Regions from separate parts of the Mus musculus genome. Here regions 2, 3 and 4 are each linked to region 1. The links are chromatin contacts, called in public HiChIP or PLAC-seq maps. All regions are on one chromosome and are shown on one strand. Each heading gives the region's core, a stretch centred on a gene start, on an enhancer-like site or on the middle of the called end of the contact. The rest is flanking DNA. Distances are from core to core; before and after follow the strand shown. Region 1 holds the start of Cxxc4 (CXXC finger 4). Region 2 has its middle 57 kb from the start of Tet2. Region 3 overlaps Ppa2 (pyrophosphatase (inorganic) 2). Region 4 overlaps Ppa2 (pyrophosphatase (inorganic) 2).

What was found. HiChIP or PLAC-seq counts read pairs in DNA pulled down with a chosen protein or histone mark.
Region 2: an H3K4me3 HiChIP or PLAC-seq map of stem cell-derived neural progenitor cells shows a contact between it and region 1, with 4 times the contacts expected there. The contact joins the enhancer-like site here to the promoter of Cxxc4 in region 1. A contact is called at or near these places in 1 of 39 promoter capture datasets (the HPC-7 cell line), 1 of 484 Hi-C or Micro-C datasets (Sertoli cells) and 5 of 115 datasets of contacts at active chromatin or transcription factors (astrocytes, embryonic hindbrain, embryonic stem cells and 2 more).
Region 3: a contact with region 1 is called in an H3K4me3 HiChIP or PLAC-seq map of neural tube, with 5 times the contacts expected there. The contact joins the enhancer-like site here to the promoter of Cxxc4 in region 1. A contact is called at or near these places in 3 of 39 promoter capture datasets (cranial neural crest, embryonic stem cells and liver), 7 of 484 Hi-C or Micro-C datasets (cerebral cortex, embryonic stem cells, hematopoietic stem and progenitor cells and 3 more), 7 of 115 datasets of contacts at active chromatin or transcription factors (SST interneurons, embryonic forebrain, embryonic hindbrain and 4 more) and 2 of 9 other capture datasets (embryonic stem cells and macrophages).
Region 4: an H3K27ac HiChIP or PLAC-seq map of embryonic stem cells shows a contact between it and region 1, with 6 times the contacts expected there. The contact joins the enhancer-like site here to the promoter of Cxxc4 in region 1. A contact is called at or near these places in 3 of 39 promoter capture datasets (hippocampal neurons and liver), 6 of 115 datasets of contacts at active chromatin or transcription factors (embryonic stem cells, forebrain, neural tube and 1 more) and 1 of 9 other capture datasets (macrophages).

What each region holds. Positions count from the first base shown.
Region 1 is chr3:134,231,301-134,238,210 of GRCm38.p6, reverse strand. It overlaps Cxxc4 (CXXC finger 4), which reads right to left and starts at 1,716. Exons shown (of 4, transcript NM_001004367.4): 1 at 1,525-1,716; 2 at 1,324-1,399.
Region 2 is chr3:133,598,322-133,605,035 of GRCm38.p6, reverse strand. No RefSeq gene overlaps it. Among named protein-coding and RNA genes, the nearest start is that of Tet2, 57 kb to the right of the region's middle. Within about 2 kb of position 4,490, at least 179 of the 459 cell types and tissues checked have an H3K27ac peak or open chromatin away from gene starts, as enhancers often do. A contact at or near this core is called in Sertoli cells, astrocytes, forebrain and 1 more, where this site is marked.
Region 3 is chr3:133,327,934-133,334,895 of GRCm38.p6, reverse strand. It overlaps Ppa2 (pyrophosphatase (inorganic) 2), which reads right to left. Exons shown (of 12, transcript NM_146141.2): 5 at 4,384-4,503. Among named protein-coding and RNA genes, the nearest start is that of Ppa2, 21 kb to the right of the region's middle. Within about 2 kb of position 2,460, at least 76 of the 459 cell types and tissues checked have an H3K27ac peak or open chromatin away from gene starts, as enhancers often do. A contact at or near this core is called in neural tube and pro-B cells, where this site is marked.
Region 4 is chr3:133,356,274-133,363,808 of GRCm38.p6, reverse strand. All of the region lies in intron 7 of Ppa2 (pyrophosphatase (inorganic) 2), which reads right to left. Among named protein-coding and RNA genes, the nearest start is that of Ppa2, 50 kb to the right of the region's middle. Within about 2 kb of position 6,033, at least 12 of the 459 cell types and tissues checked have an H3K27ac peak or open chromatin away from gene starts, as enhancers often do. A contact at or near this core is called in embryonic stem cells, where this site is marked.

The DNA.
Region 1 (6,910 bases), core at 467-2,966:
ATTAGGAAGAGGGGTTCTGCTTGTTTATTAAGGGTGAGAGCTATATCATATCCTTCTAAGAATTAAAGCAAAAATATAAAATGTATATTCACCTTAAAAAAACAGTTTCTTTGTTTCCCTATTTATTTTTTTCTTTGCCAGAGTACCTTTCTCTGGCTTCTTCTGAAGCCTAGAGGTTGGTGTGGAATTAAAACTGAGGGCCTAGCAATCTCTGTCTCAAAATTTCAGAGTTTCAAATGCATATCAATTATAGTCATTATGCTTATAATTAGATTAATGAAGCATTATGTCCAAACTTCAAATTTGAAAACTTCAAGGTCTACTGATGAGGCACCCTAAAAAAAGGGGGGTTTATGTAAACAAATCCCTATTAGGCAAAGTAAAGCAAGATAAGGAACCTCCCTCCGGCTGGATTAGAAACTGGCAGGCATCCTTCAATCACAGCAAGTCCCTAATCACTCAGGCACCACCTCTGTGGTTTCACATTAGGGAAAACTGCTCCCTTCTGAGGCCTGATGACAATACAAAGGTGCCCCCCAAATCCTCCTGGCTAAATATTCCTGACACTTGCTAGGGTCTGGGGGGAAAGACACAGTAAGAATACACATACAGCTTCCGTTTCTGTGAATTACATTGAAGATGCAAGATCATAATAACTGCTAGTCACTAGAAACTAGTTCCGCCAACCATGCAATGGGCATCATCCCACTGAGGGGAGGGGACACTAACATTTTAGTCTTTTGACCTTGTTCCAAATAAAGAAGGGATCTAATATCCCCCTTTCAGAGTCTTAGCATGGTGTTTCCAAACAAGCTGTCCTTGCTTCTCCAATTGCTACTACCTCCCCCCCCCTTCCCTCCTCTAGGTTCAATACCACCAGAAACTGTAGAAAAGGATTGTGCCCAGCATCCAGGTCATTATTGTTTAATCAATGCATCCCTGGAGCATGAAAAAAAGGTACCTAAGCCACAGCTATTGTTTGGCTTTTATTTAGCAACAAAATAAAGCACACACCAATAACTATAGTTCTAACACCAAAGCTAAAATAAACATCCATACTTCATGATCCTGCTTTGCCTCTGAACAATGTGACTGTACATGCCTAATACTGTATGTCTGATCTACCAGAGACATGGAGATCAAAGGTCATATTTAACATTCAGGAGGAGGGGCCGGTGCAGATTAATTAATTAATTAATACAGTCACGGTTTTTATTGCTGGAGACCAGCATTAATCTACTTTTACAATCCCACCGGACAGCAAACATTTAAGAGAGAAAGAGAAGCGGGGAAGCCAGAGGAAGAGAAAGAACAATCACTTACCAGTCTCTTTTTATTTGGGGAGCCTTAGAATTTACAGACGCTGCCAGTCTGCCTTTAATTAGTTGCACATCACCCCCTAACACAAAGAAACACAAATCCAGATGTGTCTTGGCAGCTCCCAATTACAACTTTAATACTTGTAAACAAACTGTTGGGAATGGGGGGGTGGGGTAAATAAATATGCGGATGAAAAAAAAATACCTGTAAATGGCTTTTTTTTTTCTTGTTGTAGAGAGGAGGAGGAGATGGTGTTAGTGGAGGGGGTGGAAGGAGGAGGAGGTGGGGGTGGAGAGGAAAGCGCCGAGTGTGAGCGTGTGTGGGAGAGCGCGGGGCTGTTGTCGGTGGTCTCTGCTCTTCCCGGCGCGTTGCTCCCGGTCCGTCTCCAGTCGCTGTGTGCGAGGGAGGGAGGGAGGGAGCCGGGGAGTCTCTCTCTCTCTCGCTCTCTCGCTCTCTCTCTCTCTCTCTCTCTCTCTCTTTCTCACCCCCCCCCCCCTCGCTCTGTTTGTGTGTGTGCGTGTGTGCGGTGGCTGGGGGAGGGGAGCGCGGAGAAAGGCGAGGGAGGCGGTGCGGAGCCGGGGGCGGGGGCGGGCCGAGGTGAGCAGGACGCAGGGCGCGGACACCTCCCGATGATTGGCTGCAAATTACACGGGGAACAAGAGGCGCACGCGGGCCAGCGCTCCTTTTCACAAATCCCCAGCTCGCCGGCGCGGCCACGTTTCCCGGCTCGCCCGCCACCCCGCCAGCCTCCGGCGCGGCGAAGGATTTGCTTTTTTTTTTTTTTTTTTTTTTTTTTTTTTTCTTCTGGCAGATAATTGTTTGGAAGGGATGGAAGAGAGGGCGTTCCCGCCCCTCGCGCCCTCGCTCTCTGCGGGTGTGTTTGTGCACGCTGGGCGGGGGGGTGTGTAAATAAACTTGTCTGGGTTCCCTGGCTGAGCTGGGAAGAGCTGTGCCAGACACAGAGGGGAGGTCCTGTGTGCTGCAGGAAGACTCTCTCAGTTTCACATCCCGGTCGCGTGCTTTTAAAGGATCTTCCTGGCGGGGCCGGGAGAGACTCTTTAAAAGAGAATCATTATCGTTTTAAAGTAAGGGGGAAAGGGACTGGTGTTCTGCTGGTTCGAATCCCTGAAATGTTATTATGCCGGAATGTAAAAAATTTGATGTGATGCTTGACCGGTCTCAGTCTGTGACTGCCTTTCTCTCTTCTCCCACACCGCCTTCCATTCCCACTGTGTCCGGGTCTTCCTGCCCTACAAAGCTTCGCCCTCCCCCTTTACTCTTTCATCCGGTAATTCCAAGGAGTCAAATATCTATCCCACCTCCCTAATTTTAATTCCAAACTTTACTTTCATATCTAAATGATCTCTTTTAACTAATTTTAATGTGATGGGCATTTTTACTTCCCATCACCTGGGGAAAATACTTCAAACTGAAAGATAAGTATTTAGCACACATCGCATATAAATAAAACTCATAAAATCCAACTATGAATTAACCCCTTCCTTCCTGCCTCAAAGAAACCGAGATACACTAAACACATGCTGTCCACACTGAAAGAAACAGGCATGAAATAGGATGTAAATGTTTAAGTCCTTTTAAATGTGATTCTTTCTCCTTTCCCCCTACCCACTTGGAAGGGATTTTGAGAAGGGATCTCACACTGTATCCCAGGAATTTCTAGAATTTGCTATACAGCTCAGGCTAGCCTGGTTCCCTTCTTGGCAGTCATCCTGGCTCAGACTCCCCAGTGCTGGGGTTCTAGACCTGTACCACAATATGTGACTCTGAATGAGTCTTCTAAAAGCAAACAAAATCAGACTATGCTTGTTTAAAAATAGAATAAAGTTACACGTAGAAACAAAAAGCATCTTGTGGAGTAATATAGTAATGTGGTTTCAGAGAGGGAAGAAAAAGGTGAGTTATTTGTTTTGTGAGAACAGAATGCTAAAAGGCAGCTTAAACTATTTTATATTTTAATTTTCAAAAGATTTACATTGACATTGTCAAGATTTGCTCGTGTGTAGGTTGTGGATAGTGAATACGCTGGTAAGAGTGCTGGTGTGCACACTCAAGGTGGTCTTTCCAGAGGTAACCGTGGTATACATAGTTGCAGTTATGTTTGACTTTTTTTGTAGACATAGGCTGTTTGTTTAAAAATAGTTATGTCTTTCCAGACAAAATAATTGGATAACTAATGAGTCGTTTCTACATTCCAGGGAGTGCCTTGCATAGTCAAGGAAAGAAAATTTCCACCCAATATTTGTATTCTTTTCCTTTTCCTTTTGAACTGTGCACCACGTGAAATCTATCAGCAGACTACAGTCATTTTTTAATGTGTAAATGTATTGCACAAAGATTCCTAAACATCCTTTCAAGTATACGGATGTATAAATACTGTTTGTTTGTTTTGTTGAGACAGAGTTTCGCTGTGTATTTTACAATAGCCTTGAACTTAACTGTACCTGATGAATACTAAGATTATAAGTGTGTGCCATCACACCTGGCTTCCAAGTTTACAAATATTTAAAGAATTGGTTTAATGCTTAAAGCTACTATTGATAACTACTATTGGTCACCTATCTATACCAGGCACTGTGTTCAGTAACTTGCAGTATCTTATTTTATTCTCATACTTTCAAAAAAAAAAAAAAAAAGGAAAAAGGTATTCCAGAAAAAGTCAAGGAATTTTAGTCAATTTCTCCAGTTTATCAGATTTTACAAAATCCAATGTCTCTTCAGTGCTTTTTGATTATAACTTCAGTGTGAGTTTTATGATCAATAATTAATTGATCGGTATATGCTCTCTAGATATTAGAATCTTAGATTTAATTATGATTGTGGATCCTTGGCTAATGTGACACCAACTGAGCACGCAGGGCAAATTGTAAACAGTCCTCCTCAGGTTTTAAATATGGCATCCATCTTCTTTCCACTAGAGAATTAACTGTAGACTTCCCCAAATGCAATAAGGCACATTTTCTTTTCTTTTCCATTTCCAGCCTCATTATTTTTTATATACTCTTAGATACTTGAATGTCCAACATCTCTTTCGCTAGTGCCCTGTATTGTTTTCCCCAAGATAAAATGCCAGAAGTTTTGAAAACTGTTTGCCAACTGTTAATTTTCAAGTTAGTTCTCATCAAGATCCATAATTCTGTAGAAATACCAAAACTTAAGGATTGCTCTTCAAGATGCTTGCCACAACTGCCAAGTAGTTGCAAGCTGTTTGTATCTTTAGCATACTTCTGTGATCAATATCACAGTCATTATCCCAATATTCCCACAGTAGGAAATGATAGAAATACATTGTCCATCCGAAGGATGGTCATTCCAGGTCAGAGGGGTTCCAGCTCTGAGGGGTTCACGAATCCCATTTCCTTCTAACCTGGGACTTCGGGATCAACTATTTCTCCAGTGTTCAGCTGGCAGAAGGGCACAGAGGAAGCAAGATTGATTGGTCTTCAAATGGAACACAGTATCCAAGCTACCACACACTTGCTGAGAACTGGGAACTTGCCACAGATAGCTGCAAAGATCCCTGGTGGTCACCTACTGATTATAACTCTATTACGGAGAAGAGAAAAAAAAATGTATGAGGAACATCTGGAACCCTCCACCCACAGTAACACTTGAAGAATAACCTGTCAGGTAACTGTGCAGACTATGAAGCTCTGAATCTCACCTGGAGATTCCTTTTCCTCCTGGGGGGCTATTTTACTAATTATTACCCTTTGAGATTACCACCATAAGACACAGTTTCTTCATGATTTAATGGGCAGTTTGGCATCTAGGAACAATTGATGATTCCTTAACTATCTAAGGACAGGTTAGACAGAGCTAGGTTGTTCAAATAAAGATTTACTAAGCAACAAAGAAAGCAGAAATACAGTTACAGGAAATGTCATAAACCTGAATCAAACGGCTTAGAGATAAACTTTAGGTGAGGCCAGCTTCTGTTAATCCCTCTAAGAATTCTATGCAAACCCACTTCCTCCAATACAGCATAGTTTAACTTGCTATTATCAGACAGAAGAATTAACAACTATGATCCAAATACTGCTACTTATCCTAGAGACCTATGCCTCTAGTGCTCATATAACATTTCGCATTCCTTCAAGATTTACTTGCTGCTATGAATACACAGTTGTGATTTGATTATACTAGATCTTAAAAATCAAAAGTCTATACACTTGTCATTGTCTTTCACTTCAATTAATATGGAGGCATCGGCATCAGCATCAACATCAGCAACCGCAGCATCACCACATTGAACTTCATATTCTGGTACATTTTGCTGCTAATACAGGCATCTTGAGTTATAAGCTACCTGTTCAGCGGTCTTCATTATCCTGGCATGCTTTTCTTTCTTTCTTTCTTTCTTTCTTTCTTTCTTTCTTTCTTTCTTTCTTTTTTCATTGTTCTTTTTTTTTTTTTAATTAGGTATTTTCCTCAATTACATTTCCAATGCTATCCCAAAAGTCCCCCATACCCACCCCCACAATCCCCTACCCACCCACTCCCCCTTTTTAGCCCTGGCATTCCCCTGTACTGGGGCATATAAAGTTTGCAAGTCCAATGGGCCTCTCTTTCCAGTGATGGCCGACTAGGCCATCTTTTGATACATATGCAGCTAGAGAAAAGAGCTCCGGGGTACTGGTTAGTTCATATTGTTGTTCCACCTATAGGGTTGCAGTTCCTTTTAGCTTCTTGGGTACTTTCTCTAGCTCCTCCATTGGGGGCCATGTGACCCATCCATCCAATAGCTGACTGTGATCATCCACTTCTGTGTTTGCTAGGCCCCGGCATAGTCTCACAAGAGACAGCTGTATCTGGGTCCTTTCAGCAAAATCTTGCTAGTGTATGCAATGGTGTCAGCGTTTGGAAGCTGATTATGGGATGGATCCCTGGATATGACAATCACAAGATGGTCCATCCTTTCGTCACAGCTCCAAATTTTGTCTCTGTAACTCTTTCCATGGGTGTTTTGTTCCCATTTCTAAGAAGGGGCAACGTGTCCACACTTTGGTCTTCGTTCTTCTTGAGTTTCATGTGTTTAGCAAATTGTATCTTATATCTTGGGTATCCTAGGTTTTGGGCTAATATCCACTTATCAGTGAGTACATATTGTGTGAGTTCCTTTGTGAATGTGTTACCTCACTCAGGATGATGCCCTCCAGGTCCATCCATTTGGCTAGGAATTTCATAAATTCATTGTTTTTAATAGCTGAGTAGTACTCCATTGTGTAAATGTACCACATTTTCTGTATCCATTCCTCTGTTGAGGGGCATCTGGGTTCTTTCCAGCTTCTGGCTATTATAAATAAGGCTGCTATGAACATAGTGGAGCATGTGTCCTTCTTACCGGTTGGGACATCTTTTGGATATATGCCCAGGAGAGGTATTGCGGGATCCTCCAGTAGTACTATGTCCAATTTTCTGAGGAACCGCCAGACTGATTTCCAGAGTGGTTGTACAAGCTTGCAATCCCACCAACAATGGAGGAGTGTTCCTCTTTCTCCACATCCTCGCCAGCATCTGATGTCACCTGAGTTTTTGATCTTTGCCATTCTGACTGGAGTGAAGTGGAATC
Region 2 (6,714 bases), core at 3,241-5,740, 640 kb after region 1:
AGTTGGAGATCAAGGGACAGTAACTTCTCTTTTCATTTCTGGCTTTGATCTAATAGTGGCTTTCCTGAAGGACACTCTGACCTCCGCTGAGAAAACACAGTAGATATCATGATCCTGGAACCAGAAGCACACACTCAGGGCTAAGCTAACATGATGGTGACAGAGACAATTGGCTTTTGTTTTGTGTTCTTTTTGTGATACCGGGGATTGAATTCAGAGCCTCAACCTGATGCTGCTTGTGTGAGAATCTTCCAGAAGAGGCAGGAGCAAACATCTATTTTACCCCAGATAGTGCACCAATTACAGGTCAAAGTTACTCTCCCATCAAAGTCCAATTTGGCGAACTAGAAATTTTCTTAGAATTACTTCGAGAAGTAGAGGTGTTTCCAAAGCACCACTGGACAGCAGGTGATGACTCAGAATAGCCCAGTACATGGAGCTCCACACAGAATGCAGGTGTCTTTTCATGTCCAGAGGGTCTCTTCCTAGCACCTCAGCCAGGTGGAGAACCCCCACCCCAACATTGCTCCCTGCTTTTATAACGTTGGTGAGGCTGGGGGGTTTGTGCAGCTTGTAAGTTTTGGCTTTCATGAACTTGTAAAATCTGTTTCCCTGAGACTCAAGAGTGGGCCTTCTCCCTGCAGGAGGAGATATTTCAATTCTGAGGCTATTGCTGCTCAGCAATGCTCTATCACTGCCACATACTAACCCCTTCAGGGACAGCTGACTATGGAAATAAAGGATAACATTGGAAGGGGGCTGGCAGACTTGTGGCTATTACCAACCTACAATGTTTCCTGAACATAGCATAGACTTTTCTCTAGTTTTCAGTTGTCCCCCATTGGGAGACAACGCTGGTCCTTGGATGCTTAGTCCCAGAAGGTTCTACATCCTACAGATTCTAGTGAAGGAAGGCACACCCAGATGTCATATTTGTAGTGTGTTATGCAACATGGGATTAAAAACAATGAGGGGAATAAAAGGAAACAATGCCCTACTCTGTCAACCTACGAATTCAGGAGAGAAAAGCCTACTCCACTATTTTTTTTTTAACTTAATTCAAATCCTCTTAGTACCCAAACAAAGGTAATGGACATGCAGCAGGAGGCAGAAATCTCAGTTCTGAATAGATTTTGTGTAAATAGAAGTGGGGCATACAGTGTTTACGTGGTGGGATGGCTAATCTTATGCCAACTTGACACAGGCTAGAGTCATCAGAGAGGAAGGGACCCCCAATTGGGAAAATGCCAGCATAAAACTGGGCTATAGTTAAGCCTACAGAGTATTTTCTTAATTAGTAGTTGATGGGGGAGGGCCTAGCCTGTTGTGGGTTGGGCCATCCCTAGGCCAGTGGTCCTAGGTTCCACAAGAAATCAGACTAAGCAAACCAGGAGAGCAAGCCAGTAAGCAGCACCCTTCAGCATCAGCTCCTGCCTCCAGGTTCCTGCCCTGTTTGAGTTCCTGTCCTGACTTCTGTCAGTGATGGGCTATGGATGTAGAAATGTAAGTCAAATAAACCTTTCCCTCCCCAACCTGCTTTTGACGATGGTGTTTCATCATAGTGATAGTAACCCAAATTAAGACACCTGGGAAGCATGGGTCAACCTTCCCCTGTCATCCTGGATGCAAACCTAACACAGATGACTCAAATGCCCACTCCAGGTACCTCAATGTTGCGGTGTTAAGTTAATCCCCTCTATACTTCCTGGTGGGTGCACACGTTTCTCACTACTGCCCCAGTGTTCTGGATTCCTGAAAGAAAGACACGCATACATAGCCTTATAGTTTAAATACCTTAAACAGCTCAATGACTGGACTACTACCTAACTCCATGTGGATAACACACACTCTCCTCTGATACTTCTGAGTTAATTCTTACTAAATCTGTATTTTATCTTCACTGCCCTGGACCCTGTTGGGCAGCCCTCCTGGGGCTGCTTTCCCCCTGTACCTACATGTTGGCTGTCTCTCCCTCCTCTATCTTTTCTGCGTGGTCTGTCTCCTCCTCCCTCATCATGGTGGAATGCCCTCTTCTTCCTTCCTCTGTCCCTTCCCAGGAATCCTAAAATTCCTGCCTCTGTCTTCCTGCCCAGCCATTGGCCACTAGTAACTTTACTGGCCAGTCAAAAACCAACTGGGGTCAGGCTTCCTTTAGTCCTACGTGCAAGACACTGAGAACAGGTTTGGGGGGAACATAACTAGCATGAGAACACAAGCTTCTACATCCCAATATGTATCCAATTGGGTGTTAGCAAGATTGGTTTTATATATGTATTACAACAAACCCTGTTGAACTAATGCGCAATGAAGAATGCTGACGAACACTGGAAAGGTTGAGGTGATGGGTAAGTTAGTAAAACGCTTACTGTGCTGTCATGAGAACCTGAGTCTGCATGTGCTCCTCAGAACCTAGTTTGTAAAAGGCAAAGCATGGTGCTGTGCAGTGCCGGGAGTCAGACACACAGATCTCTGGGGCTCACGGGCCAAGCAGCCCAACCTACCTATCAAGTTCCAGGTTACTGTGAGACCTCATCTCAACAAACAGACAGAATAGTGGATGATGCCCAAGGAATGACAGCTGAGGTTGGTCTCCGTTCTGTGCCGATACACACACACACATACACACACACACACACAGGGCATGCATGCATGTATACATGCACACACATGGACACACAAACAGCATAGGAAAAAATATCTCACGAAATGTTCAGTAATGAGAAAAGTTACACAGTAGTCTCAGTAATCTTTAGCCACTGTGGTCACAGAAGCTGTGCAAAGTTCCAAGTGACTCTGGACTTCGGCAAAGAGGTCCGACCGCTCTGTGTTCTAGAAAAGGGGGTGCTGAAGACTGTTAGGGAAAGAGACCAAGATGCCTAAATTGCTGTTTAAAAAAAACAAAGCATGCAGTTTGGGGGGCCCAATATAATGAATGACGACTAACTCCCACAAATATCTGCTATTCCACATAGCTGTGTGTCTACACAGAGAACCCTTGACACTGGTAAAATACTATGAAAATATAGCTGATGATGATGATGATGACGACGATGATGATGATTAAGCTGAGCAGTACAGGTTCCCTGTTCCTGCTCCTGTTTCCTGCCCAGAAACATCACAAGCAAACATTCAAGTCACTGCCCTGTTTCCTTCAATGATATCATCCTTGATCCTCGTTCCAAATCAGCACAGAGGTGATTGTAATAATCACACAAACAATACCACAGGACTCTGTGAAATGTACACTACTTCCTTGTGCATTATTAAATCTCCAATAGCCCCGTGAGAAAAGCAAACTAGCAGAGCAGAAATCCTAACATTAGAAAAGAAGGATACCAGCCAAGCTATGGTGGTGCATACTTTTGATCCTAGCACTCAGGAGGCAGAGGCAGGTTGACCCTCTAGTTCTCAGTTCTAGGCCAGCCTGGTCTACAGAGCAAGATCCAGGACAGCCAGGGCTACACAGGGATATTCCCCCTGACTCCCCTCAAAAGAATGACAATGAAAGAGAAGAGAAAATGAATGCTGCCTTGGGGTACCTACAGTGGGCAGCAGGTCTGGGGCCATAGCACCCAATACATGCCCAATCTAATCTGTAATCGGGTACCAGCAGAATTCCTAATAATTCCCAATGTCTTGTATGCAATGTTTTAAGGGTTAAATCCACAGACACCTCAATAAGGAGAGCTTTGCAGAGTGATGAGATTAGCTCTAAATATTCACATAAACGAAAATCTGAAGCTGGGGAAGGTTCAGAAAAATAAAAATGGCCCAGGAAAGCACAAAGAGGTGGTGAGGAAAGGCAGGGAGCTACAGGCACCGTCTTCTCCAGAAAGCCAGAGTAGCTAAGTACTAAGCTTTCATTAAAAGCAGGGTGTGTGAAGGAGTTCACTTTAGAACACCTCCCAACACCAGCTTTGAGAAGGGAAACCCCTCCCACCTCGTCCTCACTTCAACTCCCAAGATCCGCAGCCTCAGCCGTGAGTCACACAGCAATTGCCTGTGATCTGCATCTGCTGCAATCCCTTCAGCTTCAGCAGGGAAACTGCAGGCTCCTGCCTGCCTGTAATGAAGGAGAAAATCAGTGCAACAATGTGTCCGGATGCCTGTGAGCTGGCAGCCAGCAAAAACAGTGCCTTTGGCTGATTTCCCTTTCCAGGGCTATTTACTGTAAAGAAAATTGGCCTTTGCAGATTAAGAGAAATTCAAGGTTGTCATCCTTTCCTCAAATGCGATCTCTTTGTTTCCATTTGAATGTGTCCCTAGAAGTTTCCTGTGAGTACTTAAGCAAGCTTTGTGCTGGTTTTAATCACCTTCTCCTTCTGTTTCCAGGCTCTGAAACCCCGGCCCTCACACTTCAGAGTAGTACCCCAAGTTCCACCGTGTCTTGTTTTCTGAAAGGGGGCAGTGAGATAAATAAACACAGACTTCCGGCTGAAAGCAGCTGAGACTCCTGTTATAGGACTAGAGAGTTAGTTCCCAGGAAGGATTAGTCAACAGAACAAGCTGGAGATGGAGAAGAAAGCCGTAGAGGTGACTAATTTGAAAACTTAGCGCTTGAATACCCACCCAGATTTTTAAAACCTCTTTTATTAATCCTCAATAACATACAGATTTTGCTTCTCAGTGAATACCCTATTTCTACTGCAGCTTCCTGTCTTGTTTGTTAACTCACTGTGGTGACTGGTGTAGTAGTGCCCATAGCCTACACTGTATTCTAGCACTTAGAAGGCTAACGCAAGTTACAAGCCAATCTGGGATATACTGGAGTACCTTGCCATCTATGCACTCACTCACACAGAGGAGGAAAGGGAGAGAGAGAAAACAAAACCCCACCATGTCTGGCCTCTGTCCTGATCACCCTACTGAAAGCTGGAAACATAGGGGTATGTATGCACATGCAGTTCATACTTCTTGGTGTTTGTTTATTTTTCTGAAGTTCTAACTTAATGATACAGAAGACTCTCCCTTGAGAATTTCCCTCCTCGCCATGCTTTCCGAATTTTCTCTCTATCTCAGACCTTCGGTCTTTAGTCTTTCGACTTCCCTTCTCCCATCTTAAAAGTTGAAGCCAGTCTGATTTCAGATCTGGAGGCCTCACTAAAGCCTCACAGCCTAGAGTAATGAAGGTGGACGAGCTGGGATGCCTGGGCAGTGTGGATAAGGACAGGGAAACTGATGGGAGTGAGAGCGAAAACGTACCTGTGTTTTCAGAGGGCACTTAAGAACTGTGTTTTGGGGCTGGAGAGATGGCTCAGCAGTTAAGAGCACTGACTGCTCTTCCAGAGGTCCTGAGTTCAATTCCCATCAACCACATGGTGACTCACAACCATCTGTAATGGGATCCAGTGCCCTCTTCTGGTGTGTCTGAAGACAATGACAGTGTATTTACATAAACTAGATAAATAAATCTTTAAAAAATAAGCAACAACAACTATGTTTTCAGAACATAATGCTTCTACAAAAACAAAAAAAAGAATCAACTTTTAACCTTGCATAGGGCACTTGTCTGCAGTTCTACCACTCAAGAGGCAAAGACAAGAGGATGGTCATGGGTTCAAGACCATCCTGGACTGCACAGCAGGACCCTGTCTCAAAAAAAAAAAAAGGAAAATAAATAAATAAGTAAACAAATAAAGAAATTTGACATAATGATACACATACAATAGAGTCATGAGGACAGGGAGTTTAAAGTGATTCTCAGATATATCACAAGTTCAAGGCCAGCCCAGGCTACATGAGACTGTCTTAAAACAAAACCCACAAAAAAAAAAAAAAAGAAAAGAAAGAAAAGAAAAGAAAAGACTATTCTATTGATATATAGTGATAGAGCACTTGCCTAGAGTATAAAAGGCTCTGGAGTCAATATGTAGCCCTCTAAAAATAAGTAAGTAAGTAAAAATAAATGTTGTGCTGGTCAGTGGCTCACACCTTTAATCCCAGCACTCAGTGGGGGAGAAGCAGACAGATCTCTATGAGTATGAAGCCAACCTGGTCTGCAAATCGAGTTTCAGGACAGCCAAGGCTACACAAAGAAACTCTGTCTCTAAGGAAATAAATAAACAAACAAAAGAATAAGCCTGGTCTGCAAAGTGATTTTCAGAACACCTAAGGCTACAAGAGAAACCCTGTCTCTAAAAGCTCTCCTGGGATACGCGCCTAGCACTCACAAAGCTCTTGGTTCACGAGCCAGCACCAGGTAAAAGTGTGTTCAGTGCTACAGGCAGATGGCTTAGTCTCTGTTTTTATCATCACTAAAGAGGCTAAAGCAGGAGGTCCCAAAAGTTGAGCAGATCTGTAGCTTGAGTTCAAGGTCAGGCTAGGCTACCTCAGATCCTGCCTCAAAAAGAAATGTTTGATGAGAGAGTAGCCATTGTTTCCTTGAGAATTTCAGACGAGCTATTTCTCCAAAGGCCAGGCTAGATAGAAAGAACTGATATTCCAATGATCCTCACCTCCACTATGTTAGTGGTTAGGATAAACTCCACAAAGGTAGAAATCAGGTTACAATAGTTTCTAGTCAAAGCAATGTGGAAGTGGCTTACTACGGAGACTTCAAATCCTGAAGAGCCATCAGGACATCTTACTACAGAATTCGTAGAGGAAACACAGCCACTGACGACAGCCAAAGTCAAGGACTAGAGAACAGAAGGCAGACAGCAGCCTCCACAGTTAAAACCCACAATCTTCCACGAGTCATAAGACCTGAGACTG
Region 3 (6,962 bases), core at 1,211-3,710, 900 kb after region 1:
GTGTCTATGAAGCAAGCACATCCTCCATGAAGTTGTTGACTTAGCCATCCTCCGAGCTGTTCACTGCTGTGCACAGAGCGACAGTCCTGTTATCCTTGCACCTGGCCAGCCTCACCAGACAAGCACACACAAAAAAACTGATCACCAATTCAGTGAGCCAAGAAGCAAACTGGCCCCTTGAAACTACCTACCAACAGGACAACCCTGAGCTAATGACACCTGTATTCTAACGTCAAGAAACTGACAGTAAACAGAACAAATCATAGTCAGTTATAATGTGGTGGATATTTAGAGAAATGGGGAGTAACACACAGGAGTAGTCATAACAGTTCAAGGGTCAGGGTGAAAAGATTTACAGGAGACTTGAGAGACATCACAAAGACTTGGCCCAGAGCAAACATTCCAGCCAGTGACCTGTGTGCACATTGGAAAGGCGTAGTCCAGAAATAAGGCCGTGGGGATGAAAACGGAAAAGGGAGTCAGCTGGAGGGTGGGCAGGGGAATGAGGAAGAGGGAAGAAAAGGCAGAAGGTGCAGAGGAGCGATGAAACGGCATCCTAAAGGGGCCAGTATTTGGCTCTCATTCTAAAAGCTGTCTGAGCAATAATCATACAAAAATTACATGGGATTGTGCCTTGCCATGAGCAGTCTCTGTAATTTCAGGTCTAAAAACTGTTCCATTCAGTGATGCTTATGTGGGAGAGAACCTGACATCTTTAGTGAAGCTGCACATGGATGTGGGTGCTCAGGCTGAGGTCAGTCTGGGTTTAGAAGATAGTATGGAAGCAAGGACAGACGTGCTCGCTTCTCTCCTTCACGTCCAGCCCCCTCTTAGCTCACTGTGTACTCGCTCATACCCCTCCCGGGCACTGCGTACCACTACGGTGCCTCGCCTCTGAATGCCTGCCCTACCTCCTCCCTTGTTTCTCTGAGGTCTTTTTTCAGACAATGCCAAGTCATGGGATCTTCTTGCTGTCTGAATGGAAACACCCCTGACACCCCCACAGCCCAATCCCCTGCTCTACTCTTCTCTTACATTCTTTCTTCAAGATTAATGTTGTTTATTTATGTGTAGGAGTGTTTAGTCTACACATATGTAAGTGTGGCTGGTGTCCCAGGAGATCATAAGAGGGGTCTGGACCCCCTGAGACTTGGGAGTTACAGATGGTTGTGAGTCACCGTGTGGTTGCTGAGAATTGACTCTGAGTCTCCTGGAAGCAGCCAGTGTTCTGAACCGCTGAGCCATCTCTCCAGCACCTTCTTTCATATTTTTCCCATCTGCCATTTCACTCTGTTGACTGTCTGACTTTTCGTGTGGATTAAAAATTCCCAAAGAATTTCATGACTTTGATCTTGGCTTCTCATCCGGTAGGAACGCTCTGGCAAGTATGAAGCCCCAGGGAGTGTGTGCTGAATGAAGAGGTACTGTGGAGGCCTGGAGATTACAACGCTGGGCAGTCTCCGGGAGAAGAAGTAGAGAAAAGGGGGAGTCTTCCAGTGAGCCATGGGGAGAGTCAGTTTTCTGGCTGGTTTTGTGTCAACTTGACACAGGCTAGGGTTATCACAGAGAAAGGAGCTTCAGTTGAGGAAATGCCTCCATGAGATCCAGCTGTAAGGCATTTTCTCAATTAGTGATCAAGGGGGAAAGGCCCCTTGTGGGTGGGGCCATCTCTGGGCTGGTAGTCTTGGGTTCTATAAGAAAGCAGGCTGAGTAAGCCAGGGGAAGCAAGCCAGTAAAGAACATCCCTCCATGGCCTCTGCATCAGCTCCTGTTTTATGACCTGCTTGAGTTCCAGTCCTGACTTCCTTTAGTGATGAACAGCAGTATGGAAGTGTAAGCCGAATAAACCCTTTCCTCCCCTACTGCTTCTTGGTCACGATGTTTGTGCAGGAATAGAAACCCTGACTACGGGACAGTCAGGTAGGGCAAGGGACAGGTTAAGAGTTTCAGACTTTATCCTCTTACCAATAAGAAACCAGAGAAAGGTTCTCGCATGGAAAAACATCACCAGACCTTTCTGCTGTAGAGATGGTCTCTCTGTGTAGTCTTGGCTGTCCTAGAGCTCTCTATGTAGACCAGGCTGCCCTCAAACTTACAGAGAACTACCTGCCTAGGCCTCCCAAGCGCTGGGATTAAAGGTGTGTGCCACCACGCCTGGCCAGATCTTTATTTTTGAGACATTATTTTGGATGTAGGATGAAGCATGAAACTTAGTTAATGCACAGCATACAGAAAATTAAGAGACAGGTCCAGTTCAGCTTAGTTGAATCAGGAAAGGGCAACTGTACGTCACAGAATCAAAGCAGGGCAGATAAGAACACCCTGAAAATTCAGACACACCCAGAGCAGTATAAAAAAAAAAAAGAAAGAAAAAGAAAAAGAGGCACCTGGTCTTTAAATAGAAAACCACAGAAAGATCCTCCTTTCGTTTTCAGTCATGATCTGGCACCCCTTCCTGTCTCACTAGTAGATCTGCGTTTTGTTAGTTTGCTAAACTTTTTGAGGGGCGGGATAGGGCTGAGACCAGGTCTTGGTATAAATAACCTAGGCCAGCTTCCAACTGGCAGTAACCCTCTTGCCTCAGCCTCCCAGGCGCTGGAATGACAGGGACAGGGCTGCCACACCCAGCTTTGCCTTATTATTTTCTGAATGAAATAAAATGACAGAATCAGTAAGCTAGTGAGTGGCACTCGTCACGCTACATTGTAACCACTGACTTAGTGGTCAATGGCTCTAATCAAACTGTAAATAACTTTGGAAAAGGAAGAAATGATACAAAGCCAGAGGTTCTCAACCTGTGGATTTCGACCCCCACAGGTGTCACATATCAGATGTCCTGCATAACAGATATTTACATTACAATTCCAAATAGTAGCAAACTTACAGTCATGATGTAGCAATGACCACAACATTAGGAACTGTATTAAAGGGTCGCAGCATTAGGAAGAAACTTCTATACTGAGCACTAATCCTCCAGACAGAAAAATTGCTAGTGGTCATGGAACGCTGTCCATCACACATGTCTAATGAAACAGTCTTGCGTGTACCTCAGCACAGCCACGGGGGGTAGATATTCACGGTCTCCACTTTACAGGTGGAGCATCTTGTTCAAGGTCACACTGCTGGCTGTGGTGTGACAGCCAGGCTCTCGAGCTCACTGCTCAGTCATCCATCACTCTGCTGAACCTCGTGCCTGACTCTCATCTGTGCACATCCGTGTCCTAGCACATCACCCCTAGGAAGCAGCTCAGCGATGGATATTAGCTTATTCCTGAACTGCTCAGCTTTGCCTATCTCTGTTTTTGCTGCTCATCAGTAGCTTCTCTGCCCCCCTCCCCCCCTTTCAGCCATGTGGTCTCCTCTCCTACAATCCCCTAAGCTGTTTTCAACCTCTCGCCCTTCGGTCCAAGAGAACCATCTACTTAGAAACCCAAGAAGTCGAGGCGGGTGCCCTCATGGCTTGAACACTCTCATTTCTAATCACCATTTCCAGAGTGCCAGTTTTACCCAAGCCTGCATCCACGCGGGTGGTCTGGCTGCATCAAAGGGAGGCTGGCTCTCTGGAGAACAATGTTGCTCTTCCTTTTCTCAGGACTGTTTATCCTAACCCGGCATCTGTTTTTCTCAGCTGTCCCTACTTCCTCCAGGGTCCCCCACGTACATTTTCATGTAATTAAAAATTAATACATAGAAATACAAACATTACATTTCTACACAGCTGATGACAGAGTGGAGTTTATAACAAGAAAAAAAAACAAAACAAAAAAACGCGTTTTTTAGGTCTTTGTAACCCAGAGTTTGGCTCCGACATGTAGAGATTCACTCAGTACACAATCAGGAAGAATTGCTACTTCAGAGAGTGAAGAACTTGACAGATAGGTAGGAAGGGCCAGAAATGGCGGCGTAGCTCTACAGAGGCAGAACAAGGCCCTGGCATACGCTGGCTTCCACCTCATGGCCTTCCAGTCAGAACTCTGGACTTACAACCCTGAGCTCCAGCCGTAACTTAACGCAATTTTTAGGTTTATTACAAATAAAACCCATCTTGTCATAGAGAAATGTATAAAAAGCACACTTAAAGGTTAGATAGAGACTTGCTGAAAATTCTTCATTGACATCAGCTAAGCCCACAAAGAGGGATGCATTCAAATGTCAGCTGTCAATCTTCTAAGCCTGTCTCCAAGAACTCGCGTAGTGATGATCTGTGTGGTTTGAAGTAAAGTTTACTGGGACAAGTAAATGCCACATTAAGAAAAAATTAAATCCATAAATCCCTGAAACTGGTATGTGCTAGGAGCGAAGTTCAATTCAGGGAGTTCCCAGCACTCACAAGGTGGTTTCTGTAGAAGGCATAAAAGTTTGCCGCGATAACAAGGATGTTACCTGAGGGAGGGCCCCGTAATTCCATATATAGCCCTTGTGAGGGAAGATGTTCGGTGTGTAGCGTAGCTTTCCGTTCTTTATATCTTGCTTAATGGGATTGAGTGGCTCCTCTGTGGCAATCTGGGAATCACAGGGGAAGGCAGGCACACAGAGGGGTAAAACCATTAGCCCGGTATGCAAAGAACAGATTTTAAACCTATCACGGCTCAAACAAATACCTGCATCTCAACTTAATGTTCAAAGGTGTTTTAAAGTAAATTAAGTCAATTCTCATTACTAATTAACAAGTACCATGTAAGAAAATCCGTCTGGAAAGAAGACACCTGATTACAGATTTAGGCTTACATTATTTATACATGGCATTGTTTCTAAGAAAAACAGCATAAACGGAAAGGCAGGAGGGTGAAAGTTAATTAACAATTTTTTTTGTTGTTGTTGTTGCTGCTGCTGCTAGTTTGGGGGCTTTTGTTGCCAAGTCTTATGATATTATAGTTAACTCAAAGGTCACCATGGTGAAGGCCTAGAGCAGTGGTTCTCCACCTTTGGGTCATGGCACCCAAAAGACCACCAGAAAACACGCAGATTTATGACTCTTAACAGTAGCAAAATTACAGTAATGAAGTAGCAACCCAAATAATTTTATGGTTGGCTAGGTGGTGACCACACCATGAGAAAAGGCTGCAGTCTTAGGACCACTGCTCTAGAGAGCCAGCTACAAGGTTAAGGGACCAGCATCAGGCACCAGCACATGTAACAGGTGGCTCTGCAAACAAACCCCTGTGAAACCAGCTCTGGGGGTGGTAGAGATGGGGGTGGGGGGGTCACTGGGGTTTGCTGACTCCCAGAACAGAAAGAAGAGATACAAGCTCTAGGTTCAGGGAGATACTGCTTTAGAGGCCCTCTTCTGGCCGTTGTAGCACCTGCAGATACCCAAGCATACTGGGCACAGACACACACAAACAAGACTGAAAGCTTTTTGGACAGATGATATGAGCCAAGGACGCTTAGTCTTGCCATTGATTCAGCAGAATGCTGGAAGCACTTCCCAGAGCAGCTAGGCAAGGGCAAGGAAAAGCATCCACACAGGAAAGGAAGGGGTAGACTCATCACTGTTTATAGATAATATAATACAATCATGTATATAATAATACAATCATGGATGCAGAAAGCTCTTAAGATTTTACACACACACACCTACCTCTAAAATTAGGAAAGTATGTAGTAGAAAATGAATGTCGAAAATTTTCAGGACGCAATGTAGAAAACACAGCACGCAAAATTCTACAGCAATTCTGTGTGCTACCAATGAACCATTCAAAGCAGAAATCAGAGGCTGGCCTATTTACAGGCAAACAACAATAAATCCATTTGATGGAGGAAGAAGAAGATCTGTTCCTATTGAAAACTGTAAGTTGACAATGAAAAGAAAAAAAAATCAAAGGAGACACACAAAGGAGACACACATAGACAACACAACACATAGACACACAGACACACATAGACAACAGACACCCCATGTTGGATTAGAAGTAGCATGAATCAGGGTCACTGTGATCCAGAGTGAAGTTCCAAAGTCGTTTAAAAAGAATAGATATGGGAAGAGCAAAGTGTGGAGTTTCCATGGAAACACACACACACACACACACACCCTAAAACTCAAAGGCAGTTGTGAGCGAAAAGAAAAACCATCATCACATCACTGACTCCCAGCTACACTAGAGAACCACAGCAATCAAATCAGACGAAATCTGCAAACGTCAGCCTCTGACACACAGCCGGGGAGACAGACCGCAAGTGCTTTCAGCGGGTTCCAGCCACACGCGATGGGGAAAGAGCATGGTCCTCACGAAACCACACTGGGAAGACAGCGGAAGAAAGATGAGCGGAAGAAAAAGACTGAGCCCCTCTACCCTACATGGTTACAGAAACCAAGAGGAGGTGGATTCCTGCGATGTAAGGCAGAGGCTCTTAAACGTTTACAAACCGGAGAAAAGGACAAGCTGGTATAGACAACAACTGTTTGGGTTTAACCATGAAAAACACAGGCAATAAAAGCAAAAGTAGACAAATGGGGTTACGCCAACCCTAAAAGCCTCTCTCTGTGCTGTGGCACGGGTACAATCGACAGAGGAAAGCCAATACATATCATGGGAGAAAACGCGCTTCATCCACCACGGCCTTAAAGTCCAAAATACACAAGAAGCTGAAGAACTAAGGAGAAAAACAACCAAAAGCTATAATTAAAAAATGAGCACCAGCCTTAGAAATTTCTCAAAGGAAGAGGCACAGAAGATCAATAGACATAAGAAAAAGGAAGTGGTCAATATAGCTATCAGGAATATTCAGTCAAGACAATAATGAGGAAGCCAGCAAGACAGATCAGATGGTAAAGGCATCTGCTGTCAGGTCCCGAATACCAGCCAGGTACATCACCTAGTGGGGTAGAGAACTTACTCCCAAAGGTTGTCTACCTATTCACACACACACACACACACACACACACACACACACACACACACACACACACACACACGCAGTCAAATACATGCACAGAGAGAGAGCAATGCTTTCTAACAATA
Region 4 (7,535 bases), core at 4,784-7,283, 880 kb after region 1:
CAGTGCTCTTAAACACTGAGCCACCTCTCCAGCCCCTTCAGAGCAGTCTTATATGAACTGCAGGACCAACTATTCAGAGTTCTGCGATTTGTTTTTCAGGGGAGACGGAGAAAGGAGAAATACCTTGCAGTCCAAGTGTGCTTTAAGATCTGAGAATGGGGGAAGAGCAAAGTCCTGGGCTAGAACTCAGTGAACAGTGGGGCATGAGAGGCGAGGAGGGCAGCCACACACTTGCCATGCACAACTCTTAGGGTCACACTGAGATTTTGGCTTTTATGTTGAAATGGTTCAGGGCAGAGCACACATGTAAGAGGAAGACGCTTCCATTGCCAGGTGGAGAAACAATCACCCTGCACAGAGTAAAAACCGAAGCAAGGGTCCCAGTAAGAGTCTTAGGCTGGGCGTGGTGGTGCCGGTGCAGGCCTTTAATCCCAGCACTTGTGAGGCAGAGGATCTCTGTGAGCTTGAGGTTGGCCTGGTCTACATAGTAGGTTCCTACACAGCTAGGACTATGTAGAGAGACCCTGTTTCAAAAAATATAAAATGGGAGCATGGATGAGATAGAAAAGGAAAGAGAAAGAGATGGAGAGACAGACAGACAGACAGAGACACACACACAGAGATAGAAAGAGAGTTATAAGAATATCTGTACTCATTGAAGAAAGAAATTGAAGAAGATATCAGAAGATGAAAAGATCTTCCATGCTCATGGATAGGTAGGATTAATATAGTCAAAATAGCATCCTACCCCCAAAAAAAAGGACAGTAGGAAAAAGCATCTTCAACAAATGGCGCTGGTCAAACTGGATGGCTGCATGTAAAAGAATGCACACAGGTCCATATCTACCACCCTGCAGAGAACTCAACTCCACATGGATCAAAGACCTCAACATAAAGACAGATACTCCAGGTATGATAGAAGAGAAAGCTGGGAACAGTTTTGAACTCGTTGGCACAGGAAAAGACTTTCTGAGCAGATCACCTATAGATCAGGCTCTAAGATCAACATGAAACTGAAAAGTTTCTCTGTGGCAAAGGACATTATCATTTGGAGAAAGTAGAAGCCTAGATAATGGGCTTTTATATCTGATAGAGGGCTAATATCTAAAATACATTAAAAAAAAACCCTCCGGAGCTCTTGACTCTAGCTGCATATATATCAAAAGATGGCCTAGTCGGCCATCACTGGAAAGAGAGGCCCATTGGACTTGCAAACTTTATATGCCCCAGTACAGGGGAATACCAGGGCCAAAAAGGGGGAGTGGGTGGGCAGGGGAGTGGGGGTGGGTGGATATGGGGGACTTTTGGTATAGCATTGGAAATGTAAATGAGTTAAATACCTAATAAAAAATGGAAAAAAAAAAAACCCTCCAAAACCAAATCAGACATAAAAGAATCAAGTAACCCAACTATAAAATGGTGTACAGACCTAAATGGAGTTCTGAGAGATGAAAAAGGCTGAGAAACACTTAATGGAATGTTCAATCCCCTTAGTCAGTAGGGAAATACACATCAGAATCACACCATCCATCCCACACCCGTCAGAATGGCCAAGATACAGAACAAGCACACAGAGGAAGGGAAAACACTCCCACTGCCACTATGGAAATCAGTGGTGGGTCCTCAGGACGCTGGCACTTGATCTTCAAGAGCCAGCTATACTACTCTTGGGCATCCACACAAAGGACTCTACTTCCTAACACAGTTCAGTGTTCACTGCCGGTGTTTTCATAAGAGCCTGAAACTGGAAATAGACTATATATCTGTCAATGGATGAATGGATAAAGAAAATGTGGTATATTTACACAATGGAATATTGCTCAGCTGTTTAAAAAATATCATGAAATTTGCAGGTAAATGGATGGACTAGGGGGGAAAAAATCATCCTGAGTGACGTAACCCAGACCCAAAAGACATATATGGTATGTAGTCACTTACACATAGACGCTAGCTATTAAGTTTTCACTAAGCAAGTTACAATCCACAGAACCACAGTGGTTAATTATGTAGCGAGTGAGGGGCTGGGTGGGAGGGAGGGATCCCCCTAGGAAGGGGAACTAAGATAGACAGAGTCAAATATTAAAGGGGGAAGAAGAAAAAGGCCACAGTTTTAAGTAATGATCTGAAACAGAGAAAAGAAAAAAGAGTTACCCAAGTGTTTTCTTTTTTCCTTTTTCTCTTTGAGATCAGGTATTTCTAGTTAGCCCTAGCTGTTCTGAAACTCACAATGTAAAACAAGCTGCTCTCAAACTTGCACACATGGTGCCACCTGAGTGCTGAGATTAAAGGTGTGTGCCAACATGCCTATAACATTTTGGAACAGTAATGATTATCAGTCTGAGGGAAAAAAAACATTTTATTATTTTTTTTTTCCCAAGACAAGGTTTCCTCTGTAGCCCAGCTATCCTGGAATTAGCTCTATAGACCAGGTTGGCCTCAAACTCACAGAAATCTGCCTGCCTCTGTGACTCAAGTGCAGGGATTAAAGGTCACCAGGGTCCTGCAACAACAATCCTTTCAAAACACAAATGGCTACTGACTTATTAGAAACAGCAGAGAGAAAGGGACAGAGAGATAGAGATAGGGAAGAGGGGAGGAAGAGATGTGTTTATGGAACTTAAAAAACAAAACTTTTAGTTCAAAATACTATATCCAGTGAAACTATAGTTCCAAAATAAAAGAAAGTGCAATTTCAGATACATGAAGATGAAGACAGTGTGCACCACAGCCCTGGGCTATGAGAAGCCCTGGCATATTTACACGGAAGGGAAATGAGGTCAAGATGGGGACTTGGACCTGGGGAATCTTCTGGAAGGGAGCAAGTAAGTGGCTACGGAAATGAAAACTGTGTGAATATAAAACAATCCTTACATGGGTGCATGTGTGTGGAGTCTACGAAATTTTAACAGGCATTTTATTATTTTAAAAACCACGTAACATGCTCTTTCATACACTGGTGGAAAGGCACTGGTACAGTCTAATAGCCGCCTACAATGCTACGCTTATAATTACATCTGATTTAATGACCCTATTCCCGAGTATTTCCTTATAGAAAGTGAAAACATATTCCCATCAAAACTTCAATACTCATATCATCTCCAAACTGGGAATCTGAATGTCCACTCTGCAATGAAAGTACAGTGTACTGTCGCACACCACAGGGCTCCTACAGTGATGAAGGGGAACACACTACTGTCGCACACCACAGGGCTCCTACAGTGGTGGAAGGGAACACACTCCTCACTCCTCTGCTCAACATACAACTCTCCAGAACATGTATGAGAACAAAAAGTCATATTCTAAAGGCCATATTTCACATCACAAGACACCTGGATAGCGCTCTGATCCTGAGCCGCTCTGATGCACATTCCAGAGAAGGCTATCAGTCAGAAAGGAGAACAATATTTACTCCAGGGTTAGGATAGGAAGACAGGACTCATTGGCTATACACAGACAAGAGGGAGTTTGTGGATGACAGAAGCCTTTGGTATCAGGACAAACATATACAGTTGTCAGAACTCCTTAAACTCTGTATTTAAAGTGCACTAAAGTGACTGCATGTACAGCTATGGAGGGCTAGGGAAGTAGCTCAGCTAGAAGTGTCCGTTCGTCACCTAGTATGGACAAGCCCTGAGTTTGAGTCTTATGAACTGGGTGTGGTACTGCACATCCATGATCCCAGCATTTGGGAGGGGAAAGCCAGAGGATCAGAAGTTCAAGGTCATCTGCGGCTACAGAGCAAGCCTGAGGTTACCTGGGGCGCATGGGACCTGTCTCAAGTCATCAGACAAAGTAAATGAAAGGCCTACCCTTCAGGGGATTCACAGTTTACACAGGTGGACAGACAGAAACAAACTACAAACACGTGAGATCAAATGTTTAACAGAATGCTGTATGTGGGGAAAGGATTACATTTGTCTTAGAGAATCAAAGTCGCTTGGAGGAGAGATGACATTTAGACTGGCTCTTGAAAGCTAAAGCACATTTGAGTGATAGAGATATATCTGCAAAGCCACCAATGTACAGAAGAGCCTGGCGTACGTAGGAGGTGGGGGTGCCAGGTGACAGGGAGCCCGGTTTACAGAGTAAATGTCAGGAAACAGTGGAAAGTAGTAGATGACTTTTACCGAGAGAGAGAATCCAGATGTCTTTGTAATGAATGAGTGTGGGGAGGTTTTCTACCCTCCTTTAAAGCAATATTTCTCTAAAATGTTTGGTAAACAATGAAGAAGATAAATTTTAGTTTCAGGATGCTGAGACCAGAGAAATGTTTAATACCGCTCCAACGGAAAAGAAAGATATGGGCGTTTAAGGGAATGCAAAGGCAAGAATAGATCCAAGATACCTCTGAGATTAAAATGAGAAAATCGTCAATAGAATATATGTTGGCAACTTAGCAACGACATGTAGCGAACTATGATTAAAACAGCACAAATATAAAAAATAAAGTGTATTCTCCTGACACTAAAGAACTATAATCATTTAAAATATCAAAACTGAGTGTTTTTCTCCTGTTGAAATAAATGAAAATATATCTGTTTTGAAGATGTTTTCAGATTTCACTCAAAATGTTCATTTTTGAAACACATATAAATTAAGACATTTAATGCATACACTGTGGTGGACAGTGCATAGAGTTCAGCACAAAATGTTACTCCCAATATTATTATTATTTTTTTTTTCTTCGAGACAGGGTTTCTCTGTGTAGCCCTGGCTGTCCTGAAACTCACTCTGTAGACCAGGCTGGCCTCAAACTCAGAAATCCGCCTGCCTCTGCTTCCCAAGTGCTGGGATTAAAGGCGTGGGCCACCACTGCCCGGGCTTATCCCCTCATTCTTACCACCTAGGAGCCACCCATACTTACGCAGAGTATAGAAGGGAAACCCTGCGGCTTTTATCTGGATTATTCACGACAAACCTTAACACAAGGAAAGGAAGGCATATATCCCACTGAGGAATTTTTATATTTAGATAAAACCTGGTAATAAGTGTAAAGCTATCCCTCTTTGCTTCTATTATGTAAAAGAAAGGCTGTTGGGGATAACCACACTATGACGCAGAGCCAGCCAGTCCCTAGCACCCCCTGCACCTTCTGCAGCACAAGGAGGGTCCTACTCAGGCTATGACTTTCCATAGCTGTCCCTGCTTGCTCAGGACCTCGGAAGACTCTCATGTCTCCAGGTTGTCTAGGCTCTGTCTCATGCGCATGCGCCTGGGCGCACCGCCATCCCTGCATTCATTTTGTTCTCCACGCTCCTCCCTGCCCCACAAACTCTGCTCTTACCAACTCGGGCCTACATTAAACAATATACTTACCACATGGAAATGGAAATCAAGACAATATTCTGTAAGTCTCTGTATACATCTAAATATATTAGAAAGCAATCTCAATAGGAGTAAATAGATTATTTTTCTAAAATATAGATATTCATTACTAGTAGTTAATAAGAAACTCTGAATGGTCACCCACCCCTAATTAAAACTATACCCTGGCCTTGTATAAAGAAATGTAGGTACTTTTCTAATGTAATTTTATTTGAAGCATATTGCAAAAAGTTGCTACAAGGACAGACAGGCATGGTGCCAAAACTGCCTCTGAACCTCCAGTGCTAATCCTAAAGTGTGCTGTGTTCCCAAGGCATCTGTCTCATGGTCCCATGGTTGGATCTGTAATTCTAAATGTGTGCAGGTGTGAAACTACCTCAGCAAATACCATCAATGTAACTGCTATACTGCTAATAATTATGGAAACAAACTTTCCTTTAGCAATGCACTGAAGATTGCAGTTTGCTTACAGAGGAAGTCAGGTGAAAGGTATTGCTAGGAAAGGAACTTAGAAGCCTCTGTCAGGGGTCAAGGATAAGAGGGCGGCAGGCAACCTACAACTCAACTGTAGAATGGCTCTAGGGTTTTGGGGGTTGTGTGACTTTCCCAAGGAAATGAGAACCTTTTAGAACTCATACCTCCCCCATGTTACACAGCATAGGAATGTGACTACAGCCCTAAAGCCTACAGGGGTCAAGGTTCAAAAAAGAAGCAAGAGACTTCCAGTAATTAGTTCCTAATGATATATACCACACCCTCTCCGCACACAGCCAAGCCTCTAAACCATTAATGAAATCAAAGGACAGACATCAAAAGAGCTCCCTCTCTCTAGCAGACTTCTAATTACCACCAGTTCACCACTGCCTCGGGGGAAATGGTCTCCACTCTCCCAAAAGTTACAGGAACACTTGACTAACTTGATACTTTAGAAGAGCAAGGAGTGAAGGTCCTGGTCTGGAACCCGACTGGATTTGAATGGCTGAAGCTTTATTTAGTTACGTTACTGTTGCTCTCCCCTCACCTAGCATCTTAGAAAAGGCGGCAGGGGTGGGGGGAGCACATCTTGATTGAAGTTGTGTAATGATAAATCGATAACTCTAGAGGCATCTGGCACTGTTCCTAGACACAAGGCAATGTGCTGAATACACTAGAGCTCTAGGAATACAAGAGTGATGCGCTGTCTGTCCCTCCTGAGCCCACGAAAGCGCACCACTAACAGTCTGCCTCTGGCTACAGCAGTCAGCAGAGACATTCTGCCTCAGGCCTGCCATTGAATCCTCTCCCTCCCACCTCCATCCCTCCCTCCCTCCCCACCTCCATCCTTCCCTCCCTCTCCACCTCCATCCTTCCCTCCCTCCCCACCTCCATCCCTCCCTCCCTCCATCCTTCCCTCCCTCCCCACCTCCCTCCCTCCCTCCCTCCCCACCTCCATCCCTCCCTCCCTACATCTATCACCCCTTCCTTTACTTTATTTTCCAATGACAATATTAAATTATACTCTGGGAAGAAGAAAATCAAGCACATGACAATTTAATTATCTTTTAAAATGGTAGGGACACTAGACATGTTTACACATACGAAGTGAAATTATAGCCAAACCGACACACTTTCTACATGTTATTTCCTGTCCTGGAAAACAATAAAAAGAACATATGAAGTCTATTTGATGTTTAAATGTTCATAATTGAACCTTCAAATTCTACATTTGAAACACTTAAAAACTCTGGTAACTTCAGTTTCTGCTCCAAACTTTGTCTCTGTATCTTCCTCCCATGGGTACTTTGACACGCCCCCCCCCCCCCCCCCCTTCTAAGGAACAAAGTATCCACACTGTGGTGTTCCTTCTTCTTGAGCTCCATGTGGTCTGTGAATTGTAAAGTTTGGAGCAGAAACTGAAGGAAATGTTATCCAGTGACTGTCTCACCTGGGGATCCATCCCATATACAGCTACCAAATCCAGACATTATTGTGGATGCCAACAAGTGCTTGCTGACAGGAGCCTGATATAGCTGTCTCCTGAGAGACTCTGCCAGTGCCTGACAAACAGAGAAGTGGAGGCTCACAGTCATCCATTGGACTGAGCACAGGGTCCCCAATGGAGGAGTTAGAGAATGGACCCAAGGAGCTAAAGGGGTTTGCAGCCCCATGGGAAAAACAACAATATTAACTAACCAGTACCCCCAGAGCTCCCAGGGGCTAAACCACCCACC